Linked DNA regions of Sus scrofa: regions 1 and 3 are each linked to region 2. Evidence: chromatin contacts called from public Hi-C and HiChIP or PLAC-seq data. All regions are on one chromosome and are shown on one strand. The core of a region is the stretch at or near the end of the contact, and the rest is flanking DNA. Distances in the headings are between cores, read along the strand shown. Region 1 has its middle 160 kb from the start of FGF1. Region 2 holds the start of SPRY4 (protein sprouty homolog 4). Region 3 has its middle 49 kb from the start of NDFIP1.

Region 1 (3,983 bases), core at 66-2,565, 200 kb before region 2:
GTTGGCAGAAGCAGGGGGGAGGGGGGGACATTTATTGAGCTCCTACTATGTGGGAGCCCTAGTCTGGTTCTGGAATATAGAGTCAAGATAGCTAAGCTCCCTGCCTTGCGGAGCATACACTACAGAGGGGACATGGAGGCAGAGATTCCAGCCGAAGAAGCTGGAAAGAAAGAATACCATCCATGAGCCAATAAGCTTGTTTCAAAGAATGATTAATAACACATATTTAAAGAAATCTTTCTCAACATTACCAGCAAAAAGATACCTGTTTTACTTATGAGTTTCCTTCCTAGCCTCCTGCCCCACAAAAAATCCTATACTTAGAAATATCCATACATTTCATACATATAAACACAAGTCGTCCATCTCAGAGCAGCAACTATATTAATTAATTAATTAATGGCCTCCCCTGTGGCACGTGGAAGTTCCCAGGCCAGAGATCGAACCCATGCCACAGCAGTGACAACACCAGGTCCTTAACCTGCTGAGCTACCAGGGACCTCCCTCAGAGCAGCAACTTTATGACTTTGTTTCAATGATCAATCATACCATGTCAAAGCCAACATCTCTTGGATATGGATTTAGCAACTGATCCTGTACTCTGCCATGAGTCTAGAATGTATCTACTGAAGTTCAGTTGACAATGCTTCGCCCATCTTCAAAAGCAAACTCTGCAGTTCTTTCTGACCTATCACGGAAGATGCTTCAGTACACTGCGGAGGAGCTGCATGCTTTCATTTTAATAGAGCTGGTGAAAATCCCAAATGGATTCCTCAGTTCACAAAACTGAATGAAAACCCAGAACCCCTTAAAGTAAAAATAGACGCATTTGGGAATCACAAGGGAGATGTTACTTATTCTCTGAGCCTTCAGCTTCTGCTACTCCTAGCGGTGGGAACCTACGCTGTCATTCCAGTTTCCTATGAACTTGGCAGGACTCTGCGTCCATTTGGAATTGTAATAGCCCGGCTTTCAGTTTGGGGAGGAAGGAAGGAGTCACTGCATATTCTCCTGGGGCTCCTCGGGCTGAATCCCAAGAAGCCGAAGCTTAAATGTTAAATCCCAAAGGAAAGGGATAACGCCATCTAATGACTTTACCTGGTTAGGGCCCCAGAACCATGTTTGGGGCTCTCTTTGCGGGTCTTTGGTAATGTTGCCTGCTGCAAAAATTCTGATTCCTGTAGTAGGTGCTTGGGTTTTGTCTGTTTGTTTTTGCAGTTACACACAGATTTTATACTAAATACCCTAGGCATTTCAGACCAACAGTTCCAGGGTGTGGATGTTCTTACTGCTCAATCCCCACTCCCACACGCTTTAGGCTACAGGAACTGCAAAGCAAGCCAACCAACTCGCCCTCCACAGCCTCTCCAGCTCTCAGCTCCTAGTGTCATGGGCAGACAAAGGAACTAATGTACAAAGGAGGGGGGGACCCTCAGACAGGATGGGAGGCAGGAGGTGCCCCTGGTGGGCTTAGGGCAACCCAGGTAAGGGGCAGGATGCAGGGAGGTGGCTCAACTGAGCCCTGAATCTGCGGCTCCCTCTCCCCTACTTTTGTTTCCAAAGAAGTGATTCGATTTGCGTGCAAACACTTACATTCCACAAACAAGCCGTTTCCTCTTCCTTGGGGGAAGGCGATGGAGAGGAGGCAGAGGAAGCACGCACCTCTTCAGCAAGGAGGGCTGCGTTCACGGCCCTCCTCCACCCTCAGCTCTTCAACCCAGGGCTGCACTCTCTTCCCCACTCGATGTAAACAGACACAATACACATCCCCTATCAAAGATGCTTGTAAAATCATGCAAGGATTTCCAAATTTCACTTCAAGAACTACATGCATCCAAGGACTTGAAGTCTGGACCATGCTTGGGAAATACAAAAACGTAACATACAGTCTTCCAGTGAAATCAAATTTCTAATAAGCACTCAGTCTAAGAACTGACTGAGGCGCCATGATGCTAGCTAGCTATTGCAGGCATGTAATTAGACGTGTACTGATTTAAATTTTGTGGGTTTCTTGCCATATGCCGAAAAATACATATGTATGTATTATAAAATGTAGTAAGTTATCTATTGCTCATATATATATATATCACAATTACAAAAATACTGTATACAGAATATTTTTTCAGGGTTATATTCTGCCTCAGGCCCTCAAAACCTCAGAGGCTCTAAGCCCTGGGCCTTATCAGCCTAACAGATATACTTGGGAGGTAAATTATTCTCTCAGAAACAAAGAAAAAATACTAAGGTAAAAAGTTTGCAAACACGGGTTAATCCATGGATTACCATCAGCAGCAATTCAGTTTGGTTGGGGCTCCCTTGCCAACGCAAAATCTCTACTAAAACCCTGGACTTCACCCACTCCCCTTGGGCCTTGCCATAGGAAGCAGTAACCCCCAGGCAAAGGTTTCTATTTCAGATCCACTCTGGTCCCTGGGGACCCTGCCCTGGGCTGTGCTTCCTCAACCACTTGAATCTCATTTCTCCTGCAGCTGATTTTTTTTTTTTTCCCAAGATGTTAACAATTTCTGTGGAACCATCTGGAAGTTATTAAGAAAGTGTCCCAGGTCCTCTGAGGCAGCTGGCTACGGCCTCTTGCCTCGTTTCCTGTGTCCTGGATGTCTAAGTTGACTTTCCTAAGAAATTTGGAATATTAGCTTAAAAAAAGAAACAGTCAATATTTTTCAGGCGTTGAGCTCTTGCAGCTTAATTTAACCGCCTGCGACTTCGCATCTTGAGTTCCCATCATTGGCCCCTGCTCTGGGAAGGATGAAGCACGTCTGTTTTAAAAACAGCAAGCCCAAGTGGTCAGGGGTGACCCAGAAATCCAGACTTGCCCACCCTTGCTGGCTGGCCTCACAAAACCTTCCTTGTGTTGCCACTGCCCCTGAGCCACTTCCCCACCTCTGACCCCACCTCCAAATTGAGAGGCTCCCCACCACCACCACCACCCCGATCTTGGTCCAAAAGCAAACACTAGTTAGTACAGCTCTCCCAGATGCTCTCCTAGCATCCTTGAGGGGAAAATAATAGAACAAAGACCCCCAAAAGAAACAGCAGACAACAGTGATTCCTTGGTTCAAAGGGTAACAGGAGTAGGTGGGAAAATTACGGGACTTTTCTAACCACCAGCCAGGAGCAGATGGGACCCGAGGACGGAAGCACTCAAGGATCACTCTTAGTATTACGCAGAGTCTGCAAATGGGGCTGGGTCATTGGCTCACCTCCCCTCCTGTTATCCCAACAATGGCCAAACCTGGGTTGCCAGCTTGGACCGTTTGCCTTCCCTCCTACAGGTGCTCCTGCTCAGCCCTTTCTCCTTCGGGTCCTTAGGGCTTCATCCTCAAACCGCTTGCATCTCATGGCCCTTTGAGTTCACCGATAACAGTCAACACTTTCTCGCTGAAGATCTCAAGACCCCTAACAGTGCAATTGAGGCAGCAAACACGGTCACGATGCCCACGCCACCGAAGAAACCCAGGCACAGAATGAGTTTCTGGAACACAGCCTGACTGTCTGTCTCTGATGCCAGTGGGACCAGGAGAAGTTCTGAAGGGAGGCTCTCTCCATGGAGAGTCCACTACGGAGGGAGTGCTGTGCTGCCATGTCCCTAATTCCTTGTCCCAACTCTCAGGGGTCTGTCACCCCCTTCTGGTATGCAACAGACAGTATCTCACACTGAAATACATCTCTACATATTTCCTACGAGGTAGAAGACACTCCGATGGAGCCACGATACCACGACCACATCTAAGAAATTTAAAACTGAAAAAATATCATGCAACTCATATGTAAACTTCCCCGATGACCCCAATCGATGTCCTTTTTAGCTTTAACTGAGACGGAATCCACTTATCATCAAATTCGCTCTTTCCAAGAGTCCAGTTCATTTTTCCCGTATTCCTAAGGCTGTGTAACCATCACCCATATCTCCTTCCAGAAGCTTTTCGTCCTCCCAGAAAGAAACCCAGTCATTCTTTACTGGT
Region 2 (3,912 bases), core at 856-3,355:
CTAAGAAAGGAAACAGGACAGCCACGTCTCCAACCTCATCCTCACTTTCTTCCACAGTTGAGAAAAGATGTCTTTATTCCCGTCCTTTTAATTGTTTGAGCAAAGCCCACGAGCAACCACTGGCTGGAAAATGACTGCTTCAACTTTCCTGGCTTAACATCCTTGAATGACTTGCAAGAAACTGGTTTTGGGGGTTTGTGATGAGGAGACGAGGCAGTAGCAAAGAAGAAAGCCCTGAGTTGTGAAGATCTAGAAAGTCAGCACTACAATTGACTCGATCTTTCATTTCTCAGGGGCAGAACTCTTAACCTCAATTTCTACGTCTGACAAGTAGGAATAATGACAGTGAGTTTTGATACCTGTAAAGGGAAGCTTGGAGCAATTGTACAATGCTCTGTTGTCATAGCAGAGTTTTTCTCTTGGCCTTGAGTGAGGTCTAAGCCCTGAAAGGAAAACCGAGGTTTTTCACAGGGCAGGGCCTGCTCTGCCCCGAGGTGCTGAGTTAGGTCAGTCACACTTCAAAGGTGCGTTTGAGTAGCTAGAAGTCATTTTAGCCTGGGCTGGGTGACCTTGGGTTCAGGTCTAGGTCTGCAAAATGTCCCTTCCACAGCCTGTCTCCAGAGCCCCAGTCCCAGCTCCAGCGGAAGGCCAGACCTCAAGCCTGGGCTGGAAGCCTTTCATCAGCTCCATTGACAACAGCCAAGCGCAGTCCAAGTGGCGTAGTAAGAAAAAGACAGCCTCCCAACCTCCCAGGGAAGCGAAAACACCAGCAAGACAAACCTTCCAGGGGATTCAGGCCCCTGCCCAGCTCTTAACCGCGCATCAAAGCTACCCCCTACCCGGGACTCCCCCGAGGCTACAGCCTCCTCCGTTCCTGGGCGGAGCTGGGCCTGCTGCGAGGGCTCCCCGCCTTCCCGGAGTCAGGCCTAATGGCGGGGGCTTTTCTTTTCACAGGCCAGGGTGGATGCGCTCCCCGCCCCCGCCCGCCCCCGCCGCCCCATCATCAACTGCAAAGAAAAGATCCCGGCCATTCCATTTCCTCTGCGGCTCAGGAGCCCTGCTGTTATTTAATCCCGCGGCCACCCCAGCAGCATCTTCAGTACGGCCGGCTCCACCCATCCACCTGGCCAATTCTCGACCGCTCCCACTTCCCTGGTGGGGCGCTAGTCGGGAGGTTGGGGAGAAGCGCCGACAGCAGCAAAGGGCTGTGGCCTTAGGTAGACAGAGGATCGTGAGGCCACGGACCCGGGAGGGCTGGGAAACGCACGGGGGTGAGAGGGGAGCACTAGCCTGGGCAGTAGAGGGCGGGTGGACGCTCGGACACTGCGGACAGCATACTGGGGTCGGGGGAAACAGGGCGCTGCCCGGCGAGAGCCAGGTCTCTAGCTGAGCAGCCAGTATCACCCCGGGGGGTACTAGAGCCGGAAGAGGCCTCGGCCCAGTCGCTGTCCACACCCAAGAAATGGGGGGAGGGGTGGTCTGCATTTACTCCAGGGAGACTCAGCCTCAGGAAAGGAACCAGATTCCCTCAGCAACCCCCACTCCGCCCTTCTTTGATACGGATGTTTGACATTTTCTTCATTTTTGGTAAACACAGCCTCAAGACCCCTCCCCCTCGACGCTGCTAATCTTCGAGAAAGAGAAAGCCCGCAGCAGGGGTCTTCCCGTTCCCCCGCCCTCCGGACTGCCTGTGGCGAGTAGAGATCCCTAGATCTAGGTGTGTCATCCCCCACCCAGCTCTCAGCCCAGGACCCGGAGGCCGCAGTGCCCTCCGCCCCCCAGCAACACTGACAGTTCCAGCCCAGGCCCGCAGTGGCGTGAAGGTGGCCTTTACCTCCTTTCGCAGGCTGGGAGGAGGTACAGCCCGCGCAGCTGAGCCAGCTGCAGCAGTCGCCGCCGCCCTCCATTCATAAAAGAAAAAAAAAAAAAAGAAAGAAAGAAAGAAAAAGGCAACAACAACCTCCACCCCTCTTTGTAAAAGAACGACGGCCCTGGAAGAGCGAGAGCCAGCCCCAGCAATCACGGGTTAAGTTCTTTTCCGGCCCCCCATTCATAAAAAAAGGAGCGCGGCGCATGCGCGCGCGGGGTCTCTTGTGCCCACCCATTCATAGAATCGTGAACGGCGCGCGTGCGCACTAGAGTTCCCTTCCCTCCCATTCATAAAAAAGCCATTTTCCCAGGCAGTGGTTGCAACATCGCCGCCGAGGCAGCGAGAGGGGCTGACAGCGCGGAGCTGGCGCTGCCGAGCGCAAGGAGCCGTGCCGGTTCCTCCGGCCGGCGTCTGCGAGGACACCGGCGTCTGACTCGCTCGGCTTCGGGGATCTACACAGAGGTGGAGCAATGCTTGTGACTCTGCGGCTCCTCAAAGTAAGTCTCTGGCCGGTTTCGGGATGTGTAGCTGCCCCCCTCTGAGCCGGGACGCGACTCCCTCTCGGGCTGGGGCAAATGGTGCGCTATTTCTGGGCGCGCCTCAGTGTTCCTTCCCTCTTCCTGCGCCTCCCGGAGCTGCTGCGGAGCGCCGCAACTCCCTGACGCCCTCGGCTGGGCCGGCAAGGCGCCGGGGGTGTTCACAGCCTGGCACCGGCGTTCCCGACCCCCAGGCATTGCCAAGCCCGTCTTCCCCGCCCTCTACGGCTCGGAAGCCCCGTGCATGTCCCAGGAGTTTGCCTGTGGCCTGCCCCCTTTGCTCCTGCCACCACCCGCCTCGGGCGCCGGAACAGGAGGCTCTCGGCTCCATCAGGAACCACCTCTTGGGTCCGGCGGGCGCCCTCGCCCTGGGCGGCTCGCCCACCCCGGGCTCTCTGCCCACGGTGCCAGCTCTGCCGTAGATCTCCCCAGTCCGCCGCAGCGGCCTATGCTCGACGTAGGTTTTTCTTTCCCCTTCGGAGCCGTGACGGACTGGGGTTTTCTTCCCTGCTGCCTCCCCCTCGATGGTCAGCGCGGCGCTGGCCCAGGACTGGGCATTTCTGCTCGCTTTCTCTTTGGCGAGGCGGTTCCTCGCCGTCTGACCTTTGCTCTGCTGCCGCATTTTATGCTGTGCAACTGCGTTGCAGTTGCCTTTCCCTTCCCTGGCCTCTGCGGGGCCCGGGGCTTCTCGGCCTCCTCGTGTCTCCCTGTCCCCGGGCACCGAGCTGTGCCAGGCCTCGAGGCCGCCGGGCCGCACTGGGGCTGTGGTGGGGGCTGAAGGTGCGTTTACATAACGCCGGGCGTGTGGGAGCTGGAGGAAGAGGTTGCGTGCGTAGGAGAGATAAGGCTCTCGCTTTCCCTCCTTTCTTGGTGGTACCAGGCTTGACATCCCTGAGAAGAGAGAAGGAGAGAGACGGTACGTTTTGAAAATTCTGAATCGCCAAGGCTCCCGGGGTGGGGGGACAATGAAGGGGAGTGAGGGCAGGTTTGGCCAGCTTGGCTCCATCATGGGCTAGGGCCGTGCCCAGCTCCCTCTCCATGCAGATGATCAAAAAGCGTTTAGACAGTAGCTGCTCTTGTGCAAGAATTGAGTTTCTCAATTCTCTTTGATTGGGGGCTGGGGGGTTGTGGGCAGAGGAGGCAAGAGAGGCGGAAAATGGTTGCGTGGCTTGATAGGCTGAGCGATGGACGGGAGAAGTGAGCCAGGCTGGAGGGGCTGGATTGGGGGGCAAGAGGGGAAGGCTGCTGGCTGCCTCATTCAGCAGCTGCTGGATAGGTATCCATATTGCCAGGCCTGGATGAGGGTAGAAGGCTGCCTTCTGGCGCATCCAGTCTCCAGGAGCCCCCCAGCCTGATTCACTCTTAAAGGAACCTTCTGGGTTCAGTGGGATGCCCAGGCCCGGTGCGAACCCCCTCTTTCCTGCTTCCAAACCAGTGACTGACGTGGTACTTTCCAGTTTGGGGAGGGGTGAGAGCAAGGGCCTGTCGTCTGTCTGGTTAGCTGAC
Region 3 (4,121 bases), core at 114-2,613, 150 kb after region 2:
AAGCAAATACTTAGAAATTACTCTCCTCGTGGCTCTGCAGACACATTCCTTTCCGTGGTCTTACCATAAAAAGAATATGGTAGCATGCGCTTTGAGAAGCCCTACATGGAAACAAAATAGTTCTTAATTTTATCCAACTATTGATTATATATTGATAAGTTATTATTAATTTAATAATAAAATCATAAAACATAAAATTATAAAAATATAAAAATAAAACAAATATGAATTTTATTAATTTAATAAAATCATTAATTTTATTATTAATTTTATCCAACTAAAATGTGTCATTAATGTTATCCAGCTAGCAATTAACTCTTCATCTGAAGTAGGTAAACCTGCTCTGTAGCTGTCTTCTCTGGAAAGTGAAGGTCTGAGAGGAGTACTTACCCATGACCCTTCTCTGGAAGCTCTGGGGAACTGCTGCAGGAACCCGATGTGACCAATTATAATCCCACAGGACGGGTACTAGGAAAATGCCCATGAGGGAGTTCCCTGGTGGCTCAGTGGGTTTAGGATCCAGTGTTGTCACCGCTATGGCTCGAGGTCAGTCCCCGGCCTGGGAACTTCTGCATGCAGCCCCCACAAAAGGGAACAACATAAGTCTGGTTTCAACACCTAGATCTAGAGACGGCCTTAAGGCCAAAAGGAGTTGGGAGACCTACATACAGATGAACCCCCCCACCCCCGACAAATGCGGCCAGAGGAAAGACATGTACAACTACCCCCAAGAAGGCTTTCTCACACACATGACCGTGGGGGCACGGACTGCAGGTCTGAGAGTCACCGAGCCAAGCCTAGAAAAAAGCGGACTGCTAACTTTGCTTTCTCTTGCCCACCAATGCCCACTATTTAAAAGAACTCTAGAGAAACAAATAATGCCAGCAGTTACAGGTAGGAAAAGCACTGATCTTGCTTAGTAATATGCCTGCAACCCCAGTTAAAATACAAACTGGAAATACATCATGAATATAATCCTCACTGTCGATAATCAGAGGAAAAAACCAGCACACTCGAACGGCCAGAAAGACCTCTCCCCCCAGCGACTGCCAAATACAGCCTGAGAAACGTCCTGTCCAGACAGACATGGAATCAGGAAGCAACCGGCAAAATTCTTTCGAAAACCTCACTGAGGGCACATTTTAGGCTGACTCTAGTGCAAATGCCAAGAAGGCTGCTTCGTCAAGTGTAACTGGAGCCGAGCTACGATAATAGGTTGGCTCCCGTCCCCTCCGCCCAGCTCAGGAAGTTCGGGCTTCAAGGGGGGACGGCGCTCTCGGCAAAAGGGACCCCAACCAGCAAGGTGAAAACTGGGTGCAGCTCCGGAGGAACTTCAGGAGACAGTCAGGCGGCTTTCAGAGGCAAAGGCAGCACTTCCTCAGTTCTGCAGTTGAGCTGACAATGCTTCGGGGCGAGAAGTCACCCTCTCTATTTGAGGGTGGGTGTTTTGTTTTGTTTTGAAGCTCTTGACGGACCGGGTGAAGCTTCCAGACCAGTAATGAACAGCAATGAATACCATCTTCCCAGCGGTCCAAGATTTGTCTTTGTAAGACTTAAGGAAACCACTTTTCTCAGTTTTGGTGTTTAGAAACCTGCCGTCACACAAGGATTAGGACGTTGGTGAAGCATTTCAATTCTCACATAAATGACAAAAATGAATCCCTTTTAGAGCAGGAGGAGCAGCGCACTCTCTCCCGCAGCCACATCTCCGTTTCTGCCCTGGATGAAATCCTGCCCCAAATGCAAGAGGATTCTCTATGCTTCGTAGACTCTAGAGTCAGGTTTAAAAGACTTGCACTTACGTTTATATTGTAGTCGCGTTGCCACGTGAATTAAAACTCTCAAAATCGGAAAGCAAGGCTCTTTTGGCAGAGAAAAAAAGACTTTTAAGCAAAAACGGGGATCCAAACAAAACTTGAGTGATACATCTAGTCTACAAATGACAAATTAGCCCCTATAACGAGAGGGCTGAGCTGATCAAAATGCCACGCAGCAGATGGGACGCTTTCAAATGGCCCGACAGGGCAACTGTCCCCAGGAAGATGCCCTCCACTCAGATGGTCTGAAGAGCAGTCTTTCCAGGTCATAGACTTGTAGGCAAGAGAATGGACTGGGTTCTAAAAGAACCTCTTTTTATTTTATTTTTTTTGCTTTTTAAGGCCACACCCGAGGCACATGGAGGTTCCCAGGCTAGAGGTCGAATTGGAGCTGTAGCCACTGGCCTACACCACAGCCACAGCAGCGAGGGATCCGAGCTGCATCTTCGACCTACACCACAGCTCACGGCAACACTGGATCCCTAACCCACTGAGCGAGGCCAGGGATCGAACCTGCATCCTCATGGATCCTAGTCGTGTTTGTTCCCGAGAGCCTCTTTTTAGAATGATCTAGAATCCGTTTCTGGAGCTCTCTTTTCCTCCAGAAAAGTTTCTACTCTCAACCTGCACTTACCTTCACGTTCAAGAATTCCTGGCGCAGCTGAGACGCCCCCCACTTTAGCAGCAGAGCCTGTGGGGAACCTGAAGTTCCCTGTCAAAGAGCACTTGTTGTGGGTGCTCTGAAGGAGTACAACCACACACGTGCCAAAGTTACTGGAGTTCCCGTTGTGGCGCGGCGGAAACGAATCTGACCAGGAACCGTGAGGTTGTGGGTTCGATCCCTGGCCTCGCTCAGTGGGTGAAGGATCCGGCATTGCCATGAGCTGTGGTGCAGGTCACAGATGCGGCTGGGATCCTGTGTTGCTGTGGTATAGGCTGATAGCTGTAGCTCTGATTCGACCCTTAGCCTGAGAACCTCCATATGCTGTGGGGTGTGGCCTTAAAAAGCAAAAAAAAAAAAAAAAAAAAAAAGGTACATATATATCTGCAAAGGGAAAGTTAAGCCTTAAGTACTTTCCTTTGGTACTGGCAGTTTAGCAAATGGTCTCACTCAATCCACCTTATCTGCCTTACAGGCTTTTCTAAGTGCTATTTAGGCTTAAAGACGTGCAAAACAAAATTTTTGAAGTGCACCAATCATCTATGGAAACCTATGTGCATTCTGTTACATCTCTCATCACCCCTCAAATCGTCTACAGAAGGCCTGGAAAGATGACACTAAATACCTAAAAAGCATGAAAATTACCAAGCTACATCTTGCATGCTCTTCCTGAATTCATCATGAGCTTTCGCCACGAACCAGATTCAGACAGGTCGTAGAGGCCGCTTTATTTTTTCAAAAATTCCTCCCTTGTACTTTATGTAAATGTATAGGTCTGTATCTATTCTTGGCCTGTTTTAAATTAGAGCTTGATTGTCGGTGTTAATTAGCAACAGGACCCACTGATTTTTCACTATCTCCTAGGCCAACCCTCAGGGTCAGGCACCGGGAAGGGGTGGAAGGCCTGGACACAAAGCTGAAGCCAGCACTCCACCTGTGGGGTGTGTGGTGCTGATTCTTACCTAGAAACCTGCCACCTTGGGCAACCACTTAAATGATCACCTCTGTTGGCCCTGAAACTCCTTTTCAGGCGTTATTTCTTCCTTTAAACACAGTAAAAGAATACAGCGAAGGCCAGAAGAAATTTCATCGGGGTCACCAGTGACTCAGAGCGGGACAACAACTCACAGGAGACAACTTCCTTTGTATAACTCCAAGAGCTAACGAGTAAGACACACAGGGACCTCTGTGGTCACGGATGAGCCCTAGTTGTCCCTCAGCCCTAGGCCAAAGCCATTTTATTCCATAATCTGGTGCAGGTTAACAGGGGTTCCTCAGTATCCCCTTTCAAAGAATTTATTTTATCTGAAAGGGTTCGTCTTAATAAATGAACCTACCAAAGGGAGAAAGACAAGAATGCGGTATGAGTATTTCCACCTGCAATAATAAGGAGTCTGGGTTAACATCTGGTACCAACCTTACAATCTGCAAAGACTTTAATTTTTGGAACATTTAGAAAGGAGACAAAAATCACCTTCCTAATTTCTTTTAAACCGCAGCAAACTGCAGGTTTCCATGGGCCCCTGTTTTGAGGACCACAAATATCTAGAATACGAACTCCAAATATTTCAGTCCCTGAATCTACAAACCCAAACAAGGCACGAGGACCTAAGAAAGAATGAACACAAAGTGAAAGGACAACG

Evidence for each region. A called contact is a pair of places that touch in the nucleus more often than the background predicts. HiChIP or PLAC-seq counts read pairs in DNA pulled down with a chosen protein or histone mark.
Region 1: a contact with region 2 is called in an H3K27ac HiChIP or PLAC-seq map of skeletal muscle, with 10 times the contacts expected there. The contact joins the enhancer-like site here to the promoter of SPRY4 in region 2. A contact is called at or near these places in 1 of 5 promoter capture datasets (liver), 12 of 47 Hi-C or Micro-C datasets (embryonic fibroblasts, fetal heart ventricle, fetal skeletal muscle and 4 more) and 1 of 2 datasets of contacts at active chromatin or transcription factors (skeletal muscle).
Region 3: a Hi-C map of liver shows a contact between it and region 2, with 4 times the contacts expected there. The contact joins the enhancer-like site here to the promoter of SPRY4 in region 2. A contact is called at or near these places in 10 of 47 Hi-C or Micro-C datasets (alveolar macrophages, embryonic fibroblasts, epiblast stem cells and 6 more) and 1 of 2 datasets of contacts at active chromatin or transcription factors (skeletal muscle).

What each region holds. Positions count from the first base shown.
Region 1 is chr2:144,083,678-144,087,660 of Sscrofa11.1, reverse strand. No RefSeq gene overlaps it. Among named protein-coding and RNA genes, the nearest start is that of FGF1, 160 kb to the left of the region's middle. Within about 2 kb of position 1,315, at least 11 of the 83 cell types and tissues checked have an H3K27ac peak or open chromatin away from gene starts, as enhancers often do. A contact at or near this core is called in fetal skeletal muscle, omental adipose tissue and skeletal muscle, where this site is marked.
Region 2 is chr2:143,889,473-143,893,384 of Sscrofa11.1, reverse strand. SPRY4 (protein sprouty homolog 4) reads left to right here and starts at 2,105. Exons shown (of 2, transcript XM_003124009.4): 1 at 2,105-2,367.
Region 3 is chr2:143,736,018-143,740,138 of Sscrofa11.1, reverse strand. No RefSeq gene overlaps it. Among named protein-coding and RNA genes, the nearest start is that of NDFIP1, 49 kb to the right of the region's middle. Within about 2 kb of position 1,363, at least 8 of the 83 cell types and tissues checked have an H3K27ac peak or open chromatin away from gene starts, as enhancers often do. A contact at or near this core is called in liver and subcutaneous adipose tissue, where this site is marked.